Regions from separate parts of the Hordeum vulgare genome. Here region 2 is linked to region 1. The links are chromatin contacts, called in public Hi-C maps. All regions are on one chromosome and are shown on one strand. Each heading gives the region's core, a stretch centred on a gene start, on an enhancer-like site or on the middle of the called end of the contact. The rest is flanking DNA. Distances are from core to core; before and after follow the strand shown. Region 1 has its middle 140 kb from the start of LOC123408957. Region 2 has its middle 22 kb from the start of LOC123408602.

Region 1 (5,262 bases), core at 220-2,719:
TTGAACAGATTTTGAAAACCTGACCAAAATTTAACATCCCCGAACATTTTTTGAATAGAAGGGAGCAAAAATTTAAAATTTAAACAATTTTTTAAATATGGACAAAATTGAAATTTCGGAATATTTTTTGAACAGAAGGAAATATAATTTGAAATTCTGAGCATTTACAAAAATTATTTCCAAAAATTGAAAAAAAACAAAAAAGGTATCCAGAAAAGAAATAGTTAATAAAATACAGAAAAAAGAAAATCGTAAATAAAAGTAAAAAATTATAAAAATACAAAATTGAAGAAAACAATAGAAGAAACAGCAGGAAAAAAGAAAAAGTAAAAGAAAAAAATATACCTTAACCTGTTGGTAACATTCTAGAAAGTTTTCAAAACAAGGATTAGTGAAATGTGCAACGGGCCGACCGATTTAGTGGCTGGCGTAGCTCGGTCTGTGTGTTTGCATGACAATTCGTCGCAGAGAACGGTTTTTTCATGGCGAGGGGTCCCCATTGACTAGTTGCTCTCCCTATTCAGTAACCTCTGTAGGGGGACGAGCAAACACGCTCCTATCCGCACACTGGGTTGGCCCATTGCGGTGTCTTTGTTTTTATTACATTTTGTTTGCTTTTTATTTGTGTTTTTAGAAAAGTTTTCATTTCTTAAAAATGTTTGTGTATTTTCATGTTGACAACTTTGTGTTATTTCGATTTTCTATTTTGAAAATATAAATGTTAAAAAATGTTTGTGATATGAGAAAATATTCATGATATGAAAACATGTTTGAGAATTTGCAAAACAATATTTACGAATTAAAGATATGTTCATCAATTTCAGTAAATGTTTACGAATTCACAAAATGTTCCAAATTCAAACAATGTTATATATTTTTAAAGGTTCGGGCATTTAGAATAATTTACATGAATTTAAAACATGTTTGTTAGTGCAAAACATATTCAGGACTTCCAAAAATATTTATGAAGTCAAAATAAATGTTTAGTAATTCAAAAACAATTCACTGACATAAAAACTGTTCGCATGGTTAAAAAATGTTCAAAAATTTCAAAAAAAATCAGTATTTTCTAAATAATATTAGGAAATCTAAAAATATTCCGGAAGTTCAGAAAATGTTTACCTATTTTTTTAAATGTCATGAATTTCATTTTTATCGCTGTTTTCTAATAAAAAAATCAGAAGTTGCGAAAAGTTTTCGCGAATACAAAAATTGCTACCGATTTTCAAAAATGTACGTGATTTCAAGTATTTTTTGAAAATATAAATTTTAGAAAAAACATGTGAATATGAATAAGGAAAATATATAAAAAATAAAAAGTAAAGAATTATAAACAGAAGAAGAACCAAAGATAAAACTGATTCACGAAAGGTTCTAAAATGTATGGAAAACTGGTGTGGGAAAACTCAAATGGGCCAAGCCAAACAGAGGACGGGGCACGGGTGGGGGAAGGGTGGTTACATATTCTCCGCATAGGCGGGGAATAGGATGCACGTTCCAACTCGCCGTAATTGAGATACAATGGTACGGGCTTCGAAACCTTTAATTAAGAAGTATTGTTTTTAAAGATCATTTTCATCTTATCAGGTTATGAGAAATGGCACACTGCATATATACCACTTGTTGAAATCTAGGAGTTTTTTTTCGTAAATTCATCTTTGATATCTCTTAAACAATGCGTCCAAATCTCAAACCATTTTTATCGTGGGGTTCCTTGCGTCGAGATCTTCAAAACTAAATCACATATTGATAGGTGTTGGTGATTTTTTTTATAAAATAAACTGGGTGGAAAAACCAGAAAAGACGTTTTTTTCCGTTTTCTGAAGACAAAATCGTGCCTCTCATGAAAATAATAATAAAAAATGCATTTGTTTCCGAGTGCCTCTCGTGAACAAAAAACCGAGTTTTCTTTCGTTTCCGAGTGCCTCTCGTGACAGAAAAACCGTCTCTCTCACGAAAAAAAATGTTTTTTCGTTTTCAAGAGGCACGGCCGCGAAAGCAAAACTGTGCCTCTCGTAAGAAAAAAACAGAAAAAGCGTGATTTTTCATTTCCTAGAGGCACGGTCGTGCCTCTCCCGAAAGCAAACCGTGCCTCTCGTTTAAAACAAATAGAAACCACATTTTTTATAATTTTTTTTAAAAAAATCGTGCCTCTCACGAAAGCAAAATCATATCTCTTGTAGAAACAAGAAAAAACAAAGTTTTTGAAATAAAAAAGTACGTCAAAAAGCTAAGGAAGACCGGTGAAAAAACAAAACACCAAAAATATCAAAAAACCCAATCTAAAAGACCGAAAATGCATGTGAAAAAACCTCCCAGAGAAAACGCTCAAACTGCCACACATGACGGCGGCTGAGAACATGCAAAATAACGATGCATGAGAACAATGATTGAAAGGCTACCAAAGGAGTGCTGCCTAACTAGTTACTCCTACGGGCTTTTTCTTTAGTCACTCGCAATTTAGTGGGCCACCAGGTCAGGTGGCCCTTGGGAAGGAGGGGCTGCTTTGGGTCAGAAATTCAGATTACACGCGAGTGCTCTGCACTACATTTTTTGTATCCCCTCTGTTGTTTTCATCCGTATCTATTTTTTTCTTATGATTACATCCTTTAAATAAACTTGTTTCTTTCATGATTTATTTTTTTGCATGGAAGAATTATGTATCTTCTCTCAAGGGTAACAAAAAAACTGTTGGCTTAGTTCGACATGGCTCCTTCTTCTTCTTCTCTTTCTGCTTGTCCTCCTCCTCCTCCTCGTCCTCGTCCTCATCCTCCACCTCCTCCTTCTTCTTCTTCCTCTAATAAAGCAATTTAGTTACTAATTATGCATATGTACATTACATCATCCGTCATAAAAATAAAAAGAGGAAGAGCTCGCGAGCAAATATCAGTAGACCATCAGTAGCAGCAATAACAGTTCATGGATAACATAATCGGGGCAAAGAAATTCAAGATGCCACATGCCGTACCAACCAAAACCAAAACCCCAAAATGATGGCAAATTGCTCACCACATCTTCGTAGCACAGTGCTTGTCTGATTTGTCTAGGTGGCTACCGAATTATTGCACCCTGTCCACGTCGACGTTCCAAACACAACTTTTTGCCTCAAGAAACACATGCAGTCAAGCAATCCAGAGTCCAGGCCGTGCATCCTGCCAAAATATCAGAGCCAGCTAGATACAGGAAAACCATTTCTCATTCTTTGCTCGATGGATTGATGATGGCGATGCCGTGGGTGAGGTTGTTGGAGAAAACTAGACAGTGATTAGGATTGAGATCGAGAGAGAATCGACAATCAATGTAAAATGAATTCATAGTCTTTATTGATAGTTTTGGATCCTTTATACTCCCTCCGTCCCAAAATAAATGACTCAAAAGTGACTTAATTTTGTATTGAAGTTAGTACAAATCTAAGTCATTTTTGAATCACTTATTTTAGGACGGAGGGAGTGTGTAATATTATAAACCCCTTCAAAGGAGACGACGATTTCAAGAAGCTACGGTCCAGGAAAACACCGTTGTGACGGTTCCCACATCGTGTAGTTACACGCACGATGAGAGTGGGGATTATCCCCTAATGAATGTTGTGTTAATTATTCTTAACACTTCCTCTAATCATTGTTTGAATGCGTTAAGATCCATTTTCTTGATTAAATTCTCCTTGAAAAACCATGTGGGGAAAAATGTAAGGAGATAGGTATTTCATATGTTGCTAAAACTTTTTTAAACCGGGTGGAAAAAATTAAAAAAAATGATGCAACATATAATGGTTATTGTCTCTTTTAACTCAATATGAAAAAATTCATAGAGTTTAAATGACAATAAATATGTCGTATATACTTTCCTGAAAACCTCGGTGAGGAAAACTAAAAGTATGACATATGATTTCATGTTGATATTATCTCATTAAAAACCTATATGAAAACCTGTATAGTAAACTCATAAAGGAAAAAGGAATATAATATGATGCATTGAACATGAACAATTCAGGAAGATACTCCTCCCGATTCTTGCAGATTCTGAAGCCGTAACATATACCAATTCCATGAACATTTTCAAGAATGTAAAAGTTGGTAGAGACTTCGTGAACAAACCAGTCATATGATTTGACTTCCAAGATATGTAATATAGCGATATTGCTTTTGAGTAACATGTTTGCATGCGCACAACACAAGCAACATTATCTTTGAGATAATTGTTGGTGGTTGTAGCCATAAGGTCTGTTTCGAAGACTCTCATGAGATGGCTACCACACCTAGTATGAACACAAACCGTGTCTACGATCTGACATAGTGGGGATCTTATTGATGTATCCAATAATATTGTATTCAAATTTCTCTGAAATTGAAAGATTAGGACAAAATGTTTGATGTATTGAAGATATCGAAAGATATTCTTGACTCCCAACCAATTGTGTTTGGTGGATCCAATGCATGAATTGTGATATGGAACTTTATGTTCCAACATCATATTTCCATCTCCTCATGGTCTAAATGAATCATTCTCTACATGTAGAGAATGAACTACCATGGAATTATGGATGGATAAGACTTGTCCAAAATCAATTTGTCCAATATAATATGGATATAGACAACATGATGTACCATAATGCATGAGTAAAAGGCGCTTCAGGTTTTACCCAAATCCTTCATCTCAAATTCCATCATTTAGATGATCACACGATTCGTCATTGCAGGAGTGATTCTTGTATATGACGAGTATGCATGGATAATCATCATTGTAGAAGCAATCCTTGCATGTAAGGAACTCACTACGTCGCTTGTACCAAATGTACCGATAATAATAAGCCATATGGTGACTTATTGATTTTACACAATGTATGATGTGTTTTGCATTTCGATTCAGAAGTGAGATTCCACGGGGAATCATCTATATCTAAATCTAGTGATCCACATGGATATGTAATCACTACATCTATCAACTTCAGAGATAGATGATTTTATACTGCTAATGATATAAGTTATGAGAATGAGATTCCACCTCTGAAGAATAGTTGGGGTATATGCGTGAAGCCTTGTGCTACAATACTTGCTCTTTGTTTCACCATCTCGTTGTTCTCAATTCTGTTTCTAGAAGAAAATTGGTGTATGTATTGCCTATGAATACCTTCCCATTATTGAGCAAGATCATTTCTACCTAGATTATACCCTTTGCTTGAGTTCAGTCTCGGTGTTGTTCACATTTTTCCATGGCCATGGTCTTTGGACCTAAATCGTGTGAAAGATTTTGCAATCTAGTTGA
Region 2 (4,970 bases), core at 2,061-4,560, 580 kb before region 1:
ATTGTCCAAACGCATATTCAACATTTTTTAAATATTTTTTGAACATTTTAATATTTATTTATTTCAAATATTTGTTCAATCTTATCTAGTAATTCAATATAAATAAATACTTGTTCAATATTTTTAATACTTATTTAACATTTCAAATACTTGTGCAACATTCTTCAAATTCTTGTTCAACATTTTTTGATACTTATTCAACATTTTTCAAATACTTGTTTACCATTCTTCAAATTTTTGTTCAGCATTTTGTAATACCCATTCAATATTTTTAATGTACTTGTTCAACATTTTTATTGTGTTTTGGGAGAGTGTTTTTGTAATATGTATATTCAGACTATATTAAAGTATAAACAAAAAAAGCAGAAACGAAAAAAATTTAAAAAAATGAAACAGAATATATGCAGGCTTCCCGTGCATGCGGGCCGGTTCATATGCTTGTTCGCTTCAGCGACCAGGAAGGCTTGACTCGCTCAACGCGAGGCATATTGATGCCCGAATACTGGGAACTCCTAATTGGAGCTGCAGGCGTCAATTAGGTAAGCTGACGCTCACAGCCTCGAACTCGTGCACCGTGCCAACAAGCAAGTCCGCTCGTTTCGTTTCCTTTCGCTCAATCATAACCGAGTTCCTTCGCTCGGTTGCAACCCAAGTCATCTGTTGATCGGTCAATTTCTGAAAAAATAATATTGTTGATCGGTCAAACCATTTGACCATTAACTTTTTGGAAATAGACCTGAAAAAGTTCATTGATTTGAAAAATAGTTCAAAAGCTAAAAAAAGTTCATCAAATTTTAAAAAAGGTTCATCAAATTTTTAGAAAAGTTCAGCAAATTTGAAAAGAGTTCATTGATTTCGAAAAAGTTCATCGAATTTGAAAAAAGGTTCATCAAACTTGAAAACAGTTCATCGAATTTTATGAAAAGTTCATCAAATTTGGAAAAGAGTTAATCAATTTTGGAAAAAATGAATGATTTTTAAGAAGTTCTTAGAACTGAAAAAAGCTTTCAATAATTTGAAAAAATAATACGTGCATTTCAGAAAACAAAGAAAAACTGAATAAAACGCCTAAAACGTTAGCGAACCAAAAAAGCCCTGAAAAGGAAAATAAAAGGGTGGAAACGAAGAACTTGATCAGATGTATTGCGACAACCTAGGGGTTAGCGTGATCTCTGCGATGCGTGAGGCCGTGGATTCGATCCCCATCTTAGCACCTTTTTCGAAGTTTGAACAGAAAAAACCAATGCGAAACTGGACCAACCCAAGCTCAGAGCGGGGTTGTGCTTTGCGGGCGCCCGTTAGCGAAAATGGTCTGTAACAAGCTCCTACGGCGCCGAATAGGGAATGCCCGAATACTCACAATAGGCGGTAAAACAAATCTTATTAGTTTATATTGTTGATTAGGAATAGCTAAAAGAGTAGCAAAGCCTAGGTACGTTGATTAATTATATGATGGCAGGTCTCAGCGTGGAGGCTAAGAAAAGACGTAGGGTTTGAGAAACAACGAGAACTAGAGATCCTCTTAGACCCCTCACCTTCGGCTGCCATCTTAGCGCTGAGAGACGCGGGGACCTTGGACCTGGGAGTTATGTGATTTTCATCAGCATCTTTATAGGCTTTTGCGAATAAAATTTCTGTCTCTACTAAGGTATTGTTATAAGAGAGATTTGTGTCATCCGTTTAATCAAATATAATAAGTTTACGTTGGTGTGTCGTATCGCTTTTGTTGATTTAACTCTGCAACGTTGAAAGTTAGTTTGACGCCACATTGAAGATATTGTGATTTGGTGACATACACTCCGAGGAAATATCCTCGGACTAAGTAAGTACTTATATCGATCTTGGATTCCCATCTATTTGGATGGGCGACTCTTGGATTTTTATGGAACCTTTATTGTTGATTAAGTTCGTGCGGTGGAGGGATGACTATGTCGCAGCTCGAATCCAATTGTATTCTCTTTACTTAAGTCTCATAAGTATTATTCTTGCAAAGATTGATGCCACTAAGAAGACGTCTTCAAGAACCTTTTTATTGTAATTCCAAGATGTAAGTGTTATTACTTAAGTCTTATAATTTTTTGGATCCTGGATCAAAAGCATTGTACCTGTAATAGTACAAGTACGAATAAGCTAAAATGTGCATCTAAAAAAAGGCTAAAGGAATAGCAGTTTTGTGTATGTGTCCGCTAGAAATTAAAGTCTTATGTGTTCAATTTATGTGGCAATTATGAAAAAACTATAACTTGTGATATTGTGGTGCTTTTGGTCTTTTTTGTTTCTTTTTATCTTGCATTTTCCCCAATTATTTTATATTTTCACTATAAAAAACACGACCTTTAAAAAATTGTACGAGCACTTTTAAAAATTACATTAACATTTTTAAAATGTTCGAAACCTTTTGAGCTACATTATCCTTTTTGGAAATAAACATTTTTAAAATGCACGTTGAATAATATTTTAACTTGGGAGAACTTATATCAAGAAAATACATTTTATATAAACATCATAAGTTGTTTTTTAACACAGTACGATTTTCTTCTAGTTACACTATGATTATAATTGAAGTACAAGAAGAACATCTTTAAATATAATATGGACGTTCTTTAATAGGGGCAAATATACTTTTAGAGTACACCGAACCATTTTGAAAACTGAAGAAATCTGAAAAAAGAGCAATGAAGATTTTTGAATAGATGATCAACTTGTTTTATTACATGACGAACATTTTTTAGACAGGCGATGAATGATTTGTTTATAATATATGATGAATATTTATTATATGCGTGATGAACATTTTCGTGAACTACACGTTGGACTTTTTTGAAAACGCGATGAAAAGTTTGTATTACATGATGAAGATTTTTGTAAACTACATGTTGGAATTTTTAAATGCATGATGAATATTTTATATTATATGATGAGTTTTTTTTAAAGTGCAAGATTTCCATTTTTGAACACGAGATAACACCTTGTAAATATATGATTAACATTTGTTAATGCACGATGACCTTTATTTAGAACAGAAATAAATATTATTAGAATAAAATTCAGTCGCTGGTCTAACTTTATTTAGTACACAATAAATATTATTAGAATGTGATATTATTAGAATAAAATAAGAATATAGCAGAATCCTCCTAGAATAAAAGGGCACAACGCCTGGAAAAGAAATAAAAACCGGTTTGTTGGACCAGCTCTCTTATAGCCGGTTAGGAGTATTCTGTTTCAAGGGCGCAACATAGTCTCACCTGACGCGAGGTGAGATGCTCAAATAAAAAAAAACCCGACGCAAGGTGGAAAAAACCCGGACCTCCTATGTGACGCTCGCTGCGTCCAACAGCAGCGAGCCGCACAGGGGCGAACGAACCCGGACAGGCCCATTAACCTGTATCGTGTAGCCGTGTCCAATGGTGATCCGGGTCGACCCGTTAACAAGTTCCAGCGCTTGCGGTTTTGGGAATTTTCTAGATTTTCCTATCTAGTTTTTCAGGTTTTGGGATTGTTCTAAAAGGTTCTTTGAACCGGTTTCTCCATTTCTTTTTGGTTTCGGAATTTTACTTTACTTTTTTTCATGTTTCGGAACATTTTCTAAATTATGGAAAAAAAATCAATTTCTAGAATATTTTTTGAAATTCTGAAACATTTTTTAATATTTCATAACATTTCTTCAAATTCCGTAATAGTTTTCCAAATTCTGGAATATTTTTTCAAATTCCGTAATAGTTTTTCAAATTCCGTAATAGTTTTTCAAATTCCGTAATAGTTTTTCTAATTCCGTAATAGTTTTCCAAATTCCGTAATATTTCATAACTTTGTTTAAATTATGGAACATTTTTTCAAATTCTTAAAGTTTTTTAAATTTCCAGGTCATTTTCGAAATTTCCGGAACATTTTTTTAAAATTCCGGAACATTTTCTTAAATTGCAGAACATTTTTTCAAATTCCGTAATAGTTTTTCAAATTCTGGAACACTTTTTCAAATTCTGTAACATTATATCAAATTCCAGATTTTTTTTAAAACTCCAGAACATTTCTTAGAAATTCAGAAGTTTTTTTCAAAATCTAGAGCATTTTTGAAACAGAAACAGAAAAGAATAAAAAAATAAAACAAAAAAAACGGCTTAGGAAACCTTCTAGAAGTTTCCTAAAACCGGGAAAAACCGACTAGAAACCTCAAGGTTCCAAAACCGGGATCAGTGAAAGCGTTAACAGACCGGCCCAAACCCCCATCGTTCGCTAGCAGCTCCTGTGTGAAGCATCAACAATCTGCCGCAAAATGCAGCAGATAGGATTTTTCGAAAGAAACCCGAGAGCAACTAATTGAGAAGTACTCTCTCATAAGCCTTCCAGCGATCACTCCCACGCGTGATCAGTTGGGGCATTCTCAGCCGACACCACGTGTCGTATTTTGAGCGTTTTCTTCGCGGTTTATTTCGAACGTGTTTTCGGTTTTTTAGATTATTTTTGTTCTTTTTTTCGTGTTTTCGGTTTTTTAGATTATTTTTGTTCTTTTTTTGGTGTTTCGGTTTTATACCGGTCTTTCCTAGTTTTTTGACCTTTTTTAAGTTCTTATGTTGCATGCTAAAAAATGTTTTTTGAACTGGGAGGTACGATTTTGCTTCCGCGAGAAGCATAATTTCTCTTTCGCGAGAGCCATGGCCGTGCCTCTTGAAAAAAAAATGTTTCTGTTTTTTCTTTCACGAGAGGCACAGGTTTGCTTCCGCGAGAGTCACGTTCTTGCCTTCACGAGAGGCACGATTGAGCCTCCCAGAAAAGAAAAAAAAACACGTTTTTCTGGGGTTTTCTTCGTAAGAGGCACGATTTTAATTACGCGAGAAGCACGATTTTACCCCGCGAAAGGCACAACCGTTCCTCTGGAAAAGAAAAATAAATGTTTTTTTATGAGAGGCACGGTTTTTTTTTCCGTGAGAGACACGTTTTTGCTTCCGCGAGTGCCATGATTTTGCCAT

What was found. A called contact is a pair of places that touch in the nucleus more often than the background predicts.
Region 2: a Hi-C map of leaf shows a contact between it and region 1, with 4 times the contacts expected there. The contact joins two enhancer-like sites. A contact is called at or near these places in 2 of 6 Hi-C or Micro-C datasets (leaf and seedling).

What each region holds. Positions count from the first base shown.
Region 1 is chr7H:191,077,483-191,082,744 of MorexV3_pseudomolecules_assembly, reverse strand. No RefSeq gene overlaps it. Among protein-coding and RNA genes, the nearest start is that of LOC123408957, 140 kb to the right of the region's middle. Within about 2 kb of position 1,469, at least 3 of the 3 cell types and tissues checked have open chromatin away from gene starts, as enhancers often do. A contact at or near this core is called in leaf and seedling, where this site is marked.
Region 2 is chr7H:191,662,626-191,667,595 of MorexV3_pseudomolecules_assembly, reverse strand. No RefSeq gene overlaps it. Among protein-coding and RNA genes, the nearest start is that of LOC123408602, 22 kb to the left of the region's middle. Within about 2 kb of position 3,310, at least 3 of the 3 cell types and tissues checked have open chromatin away from gene starts, as enhancers often do. A contact at or near this core is called in leaf and seedling, where this site is marked.